Linked DNA regions of Arachis hypogaea: regions 1 and 2 are each linked to region 3. A link is a contact called in public Hi-C data. All regions are on one chromosome and are shown on one strand. Each heading gives the region's core, a stretch centred on a gene start, on an enhancer-like site or on the middle of the called end of the contact. The rest is flanking DNA. Distances are from core to core; before and after follow the strand shown.

The links. Hi-C and Micro-C count contacts between places; a contact is called where the count stands out from the background.
Region 1: a contact with region 3 is called in a Hi-C map of leaf, with 4 times the contacts expected there. The contact joins the promoter of LOC112796530 here to the promoter of LOC112796534 in region 3. A contact is called at or near these places in 5 of 8 Hi-C or Micro-C datasets (leaf and an unstated tissue).
Region 2: a Hi-C map of leaf shows a contact between it and region 3, with 2.2 times the contacts expected there. The contact joins the promoter of LOC112796536 here to the promoter of LOC112796534 in region 3. A contact is called at or near these places in 2 of 8 Hi-C or Micro-C datasets (both in leaf).

What each region holds. Positions count from the first base shown.
Region 1 is chr4:23,348,608-23,352,855 of arahy.Tifrunner.gnm2.J5K5, forward strand. It overlaps LOC112796530 (potassium transporter 11), which reads left to right and starts at 2,361. Exons shown (of 9, transcript XM_025839015.3): 1 at 2,361-2,663; 2 at 3,481-3,651. The coding sequence starts at 3,523.
Region 2 is chr4:23,693,953-23,698,097 of arahy.Tifrunner.gnm2.J5K5, forward strand. It overlaps LOC112796536, which reads right to left and starts at 2,761. Exons shown (of 7, transcript XM_025839024.3): 1 at 2,486-2,761.
Region 3 is chr4:23,541,737-23,545,740 of arahy.Tifrunner.gnm2.J5K5, forward strand. LOC112796534 (glycerol-3-phosphate acyltransferase 9) reads right to left here and starts at 1,667. Exons shown (of 13, transcript XM_025839019.3): 1 at 1,337-1,667.

The DNA of each region.
Region 1 (4,248 bases), core at 1,111-3,610, 190 kb before region 3:
TTGCCAACAACTCAGCTGTCCTAACTTCGGGATACTGCCGATGACAATGGAACAGGACCTCCAAATCCTCGTCACTCCCTATAACGAACGAATCGTACTTCATGTCATCTCGCAACACTGAGATCGGAATGCGATAGAATAACTTCTCAACCCGTTTTACGCCTTGCAGCCCAAGCTTTTGTATTATAGAATTTAGGAAGTCATTGAAGCTCATTGTAGGTCTCATAAAAATACTGAGGGGATCCTTATTAGTGAACTTCACACCAGAGCGTGTTTTTTTCTTATGGACCCTCTGTAGTGCACCAACACTAAAAAACTTTCCTCACTAGCCATTATGTTTCACTTTAATGAGAGGAATTCATGTTCACACCATACTTATACACGTATGGGGCCACATAATTCGAAACAACCAACTTCGAATTATATATATATATAATTCGAATCAACTAGCTTCGAACTACATTTTGAATTCCTTCCTTCATAATTCGAATCAGTGTGATTCGAACTACCATAAGTCAACCTACATGCATAATTCGAAAGAGTTAAATTTAAACTACTTAGGACTTCATGCATGCATAATTCGAGTTGACCAAATTCGAATTACACTTCCCTATTAATTCGAATTGATATGATTCGAATTACATAGAAACTTGCTTTTGGGTGAACCACATTACATTTTTCGCTTTGGTAGAATTCTATACTTTTTTCAACCATTTGGTTTAATACCGTGCTTTGTCCTAAATTTTATAAATTTTTATTATAAATAAGATTTGTGATTTTTTGTATTTTAATATATATTTATATATGGATGCCTAATTAGAGATATTTATGTATATATAAATTATAAGATATTTATAATCATTTTTAGTTTGGAACAATCTAATAAATTTTTATTTTTAATATATTTTATTAAAATATCTAAATAATAAGAGAAAAGATATGATAATTAATATTTTTTTAACTAATAAGATTATTTATAGAAAAAGTAACAAAAATCATATAGATAATTAACTTTCCCTTTTTTTGGCGATGAATTGCAATATACATTAATAGTATGAGTCACCCAAATATTTATTAAAAAGTAATTAATTAATTATTAGCAACAACATGCATGATTAGTGGTAGTACTGGTGGTAGTACAATTTTTGATAATAGTAGTAGTAAATTGCGATACTTCAGCATTGACATTTAAGGGTTTGACTGTGATGGAAACACTACTAGAGTTGTGCTCCTGCTTCTGCTTATTTCACAAAGCATAAGGAATATAAAAATAAAATAGATAAACAAATAGACAAGAACCGAACTTATCCCATTACGGTCCCTTTCGTGTCGAGTGTATAAACCGCAAAAAATATTATTAATAATTGAATAAAAACAACAACATAATTCTGAAAAACGAATCCGCTAAAGAACTACACCAGGTAGTTCTCGTACCTAACTTATTTAATACTATATCCGTTTCGTAATATTTATTTCTTAAACCGACTAAGAAAAATAAAAAACTATATTTTGATAATAATAAAAAATTAATCTGATATAAATAATTAAATATAGAAGTTTTAATAATACAACTATTATTATATTTGTTTCCCATTTCCAACCTACATTTTTTTTAGATAAATTTTAGGTAGCTTAATATTATTTATTTATTATAAATGACAAAGATTTTAAAACTTTAATAAGGAAAATGAAACAGATATTATTTAAAAACATTTATAATAACTATTATATTTAAAATATTCATAAATTATAAAAAAGTTAAATAATAAACGGCCACAAATATTTAATTTATAAAGGAATATCTACAAAGTAGATATGGAAGTTCAAAACTAATCATTGGTATCATGTCAAAAAAAGGTAACTGTGGTTATCATATTTATACTATTTTTAGAATATCATTAAGTTTGTATTATTTTTTTTCGTTCTTTCATTTTTTTTATCACGATATTAAAATTAAATTCTTTATCTATATTTATATTATATATAATGAAAATATGAGAAGTGGTGGTGCATAATTTTCTTTTATAAAATATCCTACATCTATGCATTTATATTATATAATATATGGAATATAAAAAATGATTGGAAATATAACTTTTTAGTAAATATCTTTTATATTATATAATATATTTTCTTTTAATTTTTTAAGATTAAATCCAAAATATCTTAATTAAATTATAAAATTTTATTATTTTAAATAATTCTCTTTTTTTTTTGGTGACTAAATAATTCTCTTTTTGTTAATAAGTTTACACGTATTTAATTAAAAATAAATGAATAAAATCAAAGATGACAAAAATTGACGGAAATGATCTGAGTTTACCGCGCCAAGTGCCAACTATAATATGAAAAGACAAAGAGAGAGAGAGTAATTTTGAAAGTGGATCTCACGTAACTGACGTAAGAGCGAGTGTATATTTTTTTTTTTTACTGAGAGTATTTTCAGCACCGCTTATTATGAATTTTATTCAAGAATTTATTACTAACGAATAACATTTTATATACACAGGATGAAATTCAAATTTTATTATCTATTTAAATAGACTAAAAAAGTTAATTCCTAAACCAACTAAAATTGATGAGTGTGTATATTGGTCAGAAGAGAGTGTGTGATGTTTTCAGCAGAAGCGGACAGAATATGCGCCGAGAGAGAGATGAACAAGGTACTTCTCTTCTTCTTCTGACTCCTATCATGTGTTGATATCTTACGTTCCCCTATTGGTTCTCTCTTTCTCTCTCTCTCTCTCTCTCTCATAAACCGACCTTCGCCGCCGTCGCGCTTCATCATTGTTTCCTACTTCGTAAAAACCTTCCCCTTTTCTTCTTGTTTTTCGTTTCGTTTCTTTGCTTCAATACTTTAAGTCGAAAGGTACCAGGTGAGGTGTGTGAGAGAGGGAGTTGGTTTTTCAGGTGCGGAATTATTTTTTTTTTTGAATGATTTGCATTTCTGAGTTATTTCTTCTTCTTGCTGTTGAGAATTTTTCTATAGCTGTCTGAACTTGAGCTAGAATTTTAATCTCTGTCCATGTCTTGATTTTTCTTAATTTATTTTATTCAGAAAATGATATATCAATCACAAAGCTTCAAACTTCTTCTTTGTCTTTTTTTTTTTAAATATAAATTTTGCGGATAGAACAAAATATGCAATCCTAAATTCCAAAACAGCTACTTTTGTGCAAAGTTTGAGGTTTAGTATTTTTGGATTGTGCTGACGTTTGATTTACTGTGAAAAAGCTGAGCTGACGTTTGATTTATCGTAAAAAAGTTGAGGTGGTACCAATCTATTATGGCGTTTACCCCATTCCTATAACCCGAGGCTGTCAATTTTTGACTTTCTTTGTTACTTGTTGACATGGAATCACAAAGTGAACTCCTGAATAATTCAATTTTGCTTTGTCTTTTTGGATTTTATGAGTTTGGTTTTTGGATCCTGTGTTTGGAATATGCATAAACTTACCAAGCACTTTTCTGTTCTCAAAGGCATAGGTCTTGTTATTGAAGTTTTGATAAAGGAAAAAGAAAATGGCTTCAAGATTAGGTAGTGATGATGATGCTGATAATAACAAAGGAAGCATGTGGGCTTTGGAGCAAAAGCTGGATCAGCCAATGGATGAAGAAGCTGCAAGGCTAAAAAATATGTACAGAGAAAAAGTAAGATATGCAAACTAATTTTTCATGTTCTTCTTTCTCTTTCTAATTTACTGAATTGGAATTCTATTTGTTTTCTAGGAAAACTGAAAAAGTATCCAGTCTTTCCTAATTAGTAATTAGCCTTTAATTAACTTTCTTAATTAATTTATGGAATTGAGAAATTAATGGTATACAATTGAATAAGTGCCTTATTTATACTTTTGTTTTTTCCAATTGTATTTTTCGTATTATAGGAAAAAGGATACAATTGGGAAAAAATGCTATTCTTACTACGTTTTAGTGATATGCTGTTTTAACTTGGTAGTATAGTAGATATGCTTGTGCATACTTTGAAAAGTGTTGTGTCGAAAATTCTAGTAAAACATGTAAATATTTTATTAGAATTATGGATGTGGTTCAACTGGGTTTAAGCCTAGTGAAAGGGGCTAGTCCCTTGTACAATGTGGCAAACTGCGATTTGATTCTTAATTAGGAGAGGTGCCTACATGTTGTGTGATTGTATCTGATCAATCATCAAACAAGATTTCCCTCATTGGAGGGTACCTGTGAGAATTATTCTTTCAAGAAAAGAAAAACAATCATGAAGGTGGAATTTAA
Region 2 (4,145 bases), core at 1,511-4,010, 150 kb after region 3:
TAATTTTAGAGGAAAAAATTTAATATAATTATAATGAAAAAATATCTCGTAACATATTTTAGTTTATCAACTTATTAATATAAAATATAAAATATAAGTTATATAGTGTAGAAAAGATATAGAGAGAAATAGAAAAGGGGAGAAAGGTAAATAAGAGGATGGAAGAAAAGAGTTTATTAATTTTGAAGAAAATATTTCATCTTAATTTTAATGAGAGTGTCATGTGATATATTTTTGTTGTTAAATAATAATATAATATAGCTATATTTTAATTTTAATTACAATTAAAAATATCTTAATTGTCAAATTTATAATTAATTATTGATAATGATATATAAAAGAGATAGAATGAGTAAAGGAATGAGAGAAACAGAGAATGAAAGAGGAGGAGGAGAAAATTTTTTAATTTTGAAAAAAAGAATTAATTTTAATTATAATAAAAAAATGACATATAACATATTTTAATTATAAAATTAGTAATATATAATAGATATATAATAGATAATAGATGTATTCTTTATAATATTTATATTAAAATGTCTGCCTTAAATAGAAACTAAAAAAATACAAGCAAACAAAAATATTCTGCAGACCTTAGTATCTTGAAATTTTAGAGAATAATGATTTTTTTTTAATTCTTTTAGTGCTAGTAATTAAATGGATCTATTACTAAAGAAATATTCTATCTCTAAACCCCCTTTTTCAAATTTTTAAAAAAAATTACTATTTATAAAAAAAATCGTTTGATATAAATTTGCCAAATGTTTAAACTGGGAAGGTCTCATTTTTTTAAATGTTTAATTGCTTTATTGGTTCAAATAATTTTCACAAATTTTTAATCAAGCCTTTATAATTTAAAAATTTATAATTGAATTTTTATATTATAAAATTTTTATTATTTCCTTGTTAGTAGTTCTCCTTTAAAAAAAGAAAGGACAACAATCTTAGAATATTCATTTTTATATTATTTCACAATTTATCCTACGTACTGAATGTTCCAAGAATATTTCATATTTTTTTAACAAAAATTGGTTAATAAAGACTAAATTAAAATTTTTTTATCTTGCATACTTGACTCAATAATAAACTTTTAAATTATAAAAATTGAATAGAATAATAAACTATAATGTCAATAAAATAATTAAATATTTCTTTAATTATACACATAAAAAATTGTATTAAAATTTAATTTTAAAATTTTTTTGAGAACATATATCTAATATTTTGTGATAACTACTATGTGTTGACTATTTTTCTTTTTTCATATATGTTCATTTGTTATCTTTTTTAATGTTGGATCTGGACTCCAGAAAAAACATCTATATAATCTCTACTTTAGGACATTCAAAATTTCACATTTAGATTATCCAAAAGTTATATATATGCATGCATGCGTTCTTTAATAAATGAGAATAGAATATTCATCATCATTATCATAGCAATGACTACTATTTGAATTTATTTCTTCTTTGTTTCTCTTCAACTTTTTGTTCTTCTCTTTCGAATCTAACTTACTCGCTATGAATGAGGGTGAATTTTTGTCAAAAGCTGAAATTGAGAGTTTTTTAGTATAAAAGGAATTGATTTGGCGAGCTAACAAAGAGCCATAAGGATAATACTATATGTTCAAGTGATTTTAGTAATCAAATGCAACTAAATTATCAAATAATTTATTCAAAAATTTTATGTGTTTATAGTTATAAAATTTCTATATTTATCGTCAATAATTTCGTAAACATCATTTTGAAACAATTAATTTAGCGTCAAATAACACCAAACATAACAAAGAAGGAAAAAAAAAAGCAGTAATTAAGTGACAACCCCAAAATCCCAAAATCAAAAGGATGTACTTGCAATAAGCTGAAAAAGAAATGATTAATAGTTCTAATTCATAAGTTGATCGCGAGTTTAGTATTATCAAATCCCACTGTATAGAGAAGGTAATAAAGGAACATATTGCTGGCAAAGAAGAGTTTTTTTTCTTTTTTTCCTATTGAAATTTTTAAAACGACAGGTTAATGATTAATTCATTGTGAATCTGAAATTCAAATCCTAACACAAACTAGTGAACTAATTAACTACTGTACTAACTAAATTTGACTACTATAAAAGAAGAGTTTGAAGATCCAAATTACCTTAGGCATTTCAGTTAATGCCCCGTTTCAATAAAAAAAAATACTACTATACGAATTTTTAAACGTGGTTGCTACCCCTGACCAAAAAAAAAAAAAGGAAAACGTGGTTGCTAGTATGGTGGAACCCACACTAGCAGATGGATTCCAATTCCATGGTGGTTATCTTTTGCCATAAAAATAGAAAAAACGAAACTGAAAGTAAAGTTTAGTTTGAATGGCAGGATTCCTCCTATGAAGTTGTCAATCTGCACAGAAACAAAGACGTCGAACAACACCAATACTCTAATATTAAAGTGTCTAATTAAGTAGCCGGAAATAATGTGTAGATGTAAATCGTTGAGAAAACGTACCCAAAATGTGAACAGTAGTTAAATTCTTGAAGGAGCTGAGGTATAGAGCAGGTGGACTCTTCAAAGCTGAAGAGGGAGAGGAAGAATAAGCGAAGAAGAAGAAGGAGAAGGAAAAAGTAGTTGGATTCTTTACTTGTGCAGCCGCGGGTTTGAGTTGAGAATGGAATAATAACTCACCACAATCTAAATAAATAAATAATGATCGTTGCGTTTAGGGGTGCTCAAAATTAATCCAATTCGAATAAAACTAACTAATCGAACCAAAAAAGTTGATAACCGAATAAATAGAAAATTGAAAAAACCAAAAAAATGATATTTTGTAATTATTTTTGCAGTTCAATTTGGTTTTTATTTTAATAAAAAAAATTTAATCAAATCGAACCGATTTTTTTTAAAAACCCTAAATTAAACCAATCCCATAACCTTAACTCCCCTAGTCCTTTTGTTATGATGAGCTATGTGCTCATATTTTTTTATTTGTGCTATATTATTATTATTATGTTTTTGCTTTTTAATTTTAGGTTAGTTTATTTAAAGATGTTTAGTTGTTTTGCTGTAGAGAATACTAAAATGTAGTTGTTTTTTATTGAAAATTTATTTTTATTTTTTTTTTGTTGTATTAACTAATTGAATTTTTAATGATTTTAATTATTATTGTAATTTTTTTGGTGTTGAATCTCATTATGTCAAGATTTTTATTAATTATTAATTTATTGTGTTAGTATGATTTAATGCTATAATTTTATGAAATAATATAGTAGATTTTTGTTTGAATTAATTAAAAAAATCGAACAAACCCAATAAAATCGAATAAATTGAGTCAAATCAAACCAATTTTAATCAGTTTGATTTAGTTCAAATAATCTTAATAAAAAAATTAAACGAAACCAAACCGTAATTTTAATAAACGATTCGAATCGAATGATTTTTTTTTAAATAACGAATTAAACCGTACTACTGCAAACCCCTAGCTGCTCTATACTAAGCTAACATATACAAGAGTCGTCCACCAAGTGAATTGATAATAAATCCGACAGCGTGAAGATACATTATTGTTGTTATTAGTCGTCAACTCAAATTATTATAGAGTCAACCACTAAGTTCCTCGCTCTCCTACCACTTATAAGTACTAACTTTAGTTAAAAGATTCTTATCAACATGAGAATTAGTCTTTCTTCTTTAACTATAGAAATGATGGAGATACTTTAGTTCTTATAGTCGACACGGATCTCATGATATTTAAATAATATGAATACTAAAATATTTAAAAGGTATTTTATATATACCCTTCTTTTTAATATTTTTGAAGAAGAAAAACACGTTTAAAAACGTAGGATAAATTTATATTTAGTTAGATAACATGAATTAACCTCTTACATACTTTTGGATTTTTAAATAGTACAGTTTTAGCATTTCTTCTATTGTTAGGTTTTAGCCAGGGGTAGTCCTCGAGACTGTTGCTTAAGATGTCGGCCAATGAGATATGAGATTATGGTGGTGGTAGTGATGAACAGAAAATTAGAAGTAGTGTTGAAAAAAGAGTAAATTATTAAAATAGTGTCTAAAAATTTATGTTCTTAATAAAATAATTTCAAAAAATATGAACAGTAACTAAAAAATTTTCTAAGAAGCATTTAAAATCTTTAAAAGTGAAATTAGG
Region 3 (4,004 bases), core at 417-2,916:
TACATAAATCCCTTGGCATCACCAATCTATGGTTCAACCAACTCCAAAATACACATTGAAACAGGTTAGCATCCGTTTGGAAAGTCAATTCCGGAGAGAATTGAATTCAATTCCATGATTTGGCATGACTACTCAATGAATCAAATATTTTAATTTGATATTTTATCCTTTATTAACAGAACTTTATATTTAATTACACACTCAACTATTTATCAAATAAAATAATATAATCAAAAGACACTTACATCACTAAATCAGGATGCTTTTCATTAACAGTAAAAGTATATAGTATAGTATGTTCACATGCACAAGTTAATGGTTACTTGGTTATTAGGCTTGAGTACAAGCCATCTCAATTCTCAAACATACAAGGAGTGAGACATCATAAGGAATTACCCATAGATGAAGAAGGTATATAGCAAAAGAATAAAGCTTAGTTCAAATACTGACACAGTAATTCCAGCCTGAATCAAGAAATAGGTCTCGATCAATCTGTCATATTCACAACCGTACAACTGAACACACAATTCCTAAGGTGTAAGAGTATGAAACATGAATAACACACTCTAGAGTCATTCATTTCTCACAAGACATACACCAACACAAAATAGAGGAAAAGCAGTACATATAACACAAGAAAGCAGTAGAATAATCAACAGCAGAAAAGAAAGTACAAAACTCAAAATAGGGAGGATCAACGTCTTCTGTTAAATATTTGGAACAAATGAGAGAGAAAGGGTTGAGAATCAAGATAAAGTAGGGATATTGTTTGGTACAATTAATTTTGTGGTAACTGATAAGGATATTATTTATTGGTATATCAACTTTTATGAATAAATCCATGATAATTTAATTCTCACTCGGATTAAAATCCATAACATTATTTGTTCCAGAGAAGAATCATAAATTGAATTCAATTCTATATTTGTAAGAAATTAATTCTTAATGAATGCTTGAATGAATCTCTACTCTCCCAAAGAGCTTCAACGGTGTCACAGAATCCCCCTTCATAATAAGAGTTCCAACAATCAATTTACTTAGTTACTTATAAAAAGAGAAACAAATCCAGAAAAAAAAAAAGAATCAGTCAGGCATTTGATCAAACAGGTGGAATCATACACAGAAATGAGAAGAGAAACATCAGATTCCAAAAAAGCATCACGATTCACGAATCGTTAATTTCAGATCTTGTAAAGAACGCAATCATTTGATAAAAATCAGTTAGCTTTGCATGTATCAAATTGACAACAACTATAACAATGATTGAGCAGCGGAGCAAAAAAAAAAGTACAAGAACCAGATTGCGATTGAAATTGAGATTGAGGAATAAGCTAACCTTGAAAAGAGTAAGTTGAAACTTGAGAAGAAGATAGAGGATTGTAGATAGGAATAGGTTAGTGAAAGGAAAAGTTGAGGTGACTGTTGAGTGCCACGGCAGTGATGAGAATCTAGAACTGGTGGCGTGTAGAACAGTAGATGGTGGTGTTGCAGCACTTTCTTGTCTTGAATCTGTATTAAGGTAAAATTACAAAAGAATCCCTGAGGTCCTTTGAATATGGGATTAAGGGTGTGTATAGTTTTGCATTTCAAAAGCGGGCAAGGATTCGGTATGCCGGTTTCCTTTGAGCACCAAAACGCCAAAAATTTGTTTGGCTTATTGGTGCGCCAAGGCATCTACAAATAAAAATTTTACTTTTTATTGGGGTTTATTTGGTAAGCATATTAAAAAAGAGGGGTCATATTATAATTTATTAACTTACACCTTTAGTTTTAGTTTTACAGTTTACTCATTAGATAATAGAGTTCTTATAGATGAACCTTATGCTTCTCATCTCCATTTTCTTTTAATCTCCATTTTTATTTCTCCCAATCTAAAAATAAGATTTAGGATGCTAAATGAAAAGAAACTGAAGTCTTAAACCTTTGAAGCTCTCTTGAATCATGCCCTGACACTCTTCCACGGCTGTGCCGCCATTGTTGGATGAGTCAGTGCCAGAAAATAGTTTGTCATTCGAAGTGGTTGTGTTACTTTCACATGGAGGTATTTAATGAATATTTTATATATAGTTAGTGAGAGTAAGATAGAAAAGGCGCCGCACGGGACAGTGCAGATCTGGGCAAATGAAAATGTTGCCTAGTAGTTGACGATGGGGGCACTATGATGGCGGCCGCAGCGCAGATCTAGATTGTGTTTCTTTCAAGCTCGTCTCCGACCAGATGGTTGATGCTGGGGTGCGCGAGGTTGTGGCGGAGATTAGGAAAAAGAGGGAGGAGTTGAGGGTGAAGAGGGAGGTGAAGGTGACATTTAACATAACAGGGAATACTTAACTCTAATTAATTTAAATTTATATATTATTAATCTTTGAATATTAACCCATTATATTTTTGATATAACAACAATAACTATGAAGAAAATAATATTTTCAAAGTAACTCCACTGACATAAAAGCTACAAAAAAAATACTAACTAGCCAATCACATTAAATTACATTTAGAATGATCTTGACCGTTGGACTAAAAAAACATAAAAGATCTAATGACTCCTCAATAAAAATGCGCACCAATAAGCCAAACAAACTTTTGGCGTTTCAGTGCCCAAAAGACGTTGGCGTACTGAATCCGTGCCCTTCAAAAGCGCATAGTTTTGCTTTTAAAAAACACAGTGCACTATCAATCTTTTTTGTATGGCTATTTCTCTTCTTTTTAAAAGCAAACTTGATTATATGTTTTAACTTCTGTTTATCACAAGGAATCAATTATCAATTGTAGCTTTTGCCTTAGATTATTAGATTGGAAAATAATTAAAAAATTTTATTTATTTATTTATTGTTAATTTTACCATTCAATTTAATTTGTAATAACAGATATTATGAACAATTATAAGAATTTTTGCATTTGTTTTTTTATGATTATGCTTTATAAATAATTTTTTATACCGTTATTTTTAGTATTTTCTCTTAAGTTTTATTTTTTACCAATTTTTTTTTCTTGTTCATGGTATAGATATTGTTGTTTTTTTAAGTATTCTTTTATACATATTGTTGTATTTTTTAATAAAATTTTTAGTATTCATTATTCATATAATTTTTTTAATTATTTTTATTGATTTTTTTTTTATAGAACATTGTTATTTTTTGTTTGACCTTGTATCATTTTTACTGTATATTTTTTTATTAATATATGCTTATTTACTATTGTTATTTTTTTATAATATAAATTACTAATTCTATTAAAAAGACCAAATTGAATGCAAAAATAGTACTAAAAATTATGAATGAAACTCAAATTCAAGATCTTTAAATGAGAATAGAAAAATTATACCATTTGAATTATAACTCATTAACATCTAAACATGCTTTTGAATCATATAATCTAAACAATATTCATTTTACCATAATCTATTTTGATATAAAATTACCAAATATAAATTACGATTGATACCAACTCATTTCTAATCATATCAAGTTTGTAAAATCAATTTAATACAAATTTTTATTTACAAATTTTAATCCAAACATACACTAAGTTATTTTATATGTTAACCGTAAATTTGTGTTAAACTTTGAACAAATATTGCATTAAAGAGTAAAACTAAGTTAAATTCTAAAAGAAAAGTTTTTATAATTGGTATGATGTGCTTTCAACAAAAAATTCAAAAAATAAAAAATAAAAAGATAGTATTATGTACGATATTATTTTTTTAATTTGAAAATTTTTTAAAATAAATAAATTTATAAAATAATAAAATAAATAATTAATTAATATTAAATTTATAATTTTTATTATGTGTGAGTCTCAAAAGGCCAAAATTTTAATTTGAGAGTAATAAAACTCTTATTTTTTTATTTTATCAATTTTTTTACTTCAAAAGAATTTGATCTTTTAATTTATTTTTGTATATTTTACGATAAAATATTTATTGTGAAAAATCATATAAACAAAAAAATTAATTTAAAAATTTAAAAATAATAATTATAATTATAATAGTATTTTTTACTAAAATT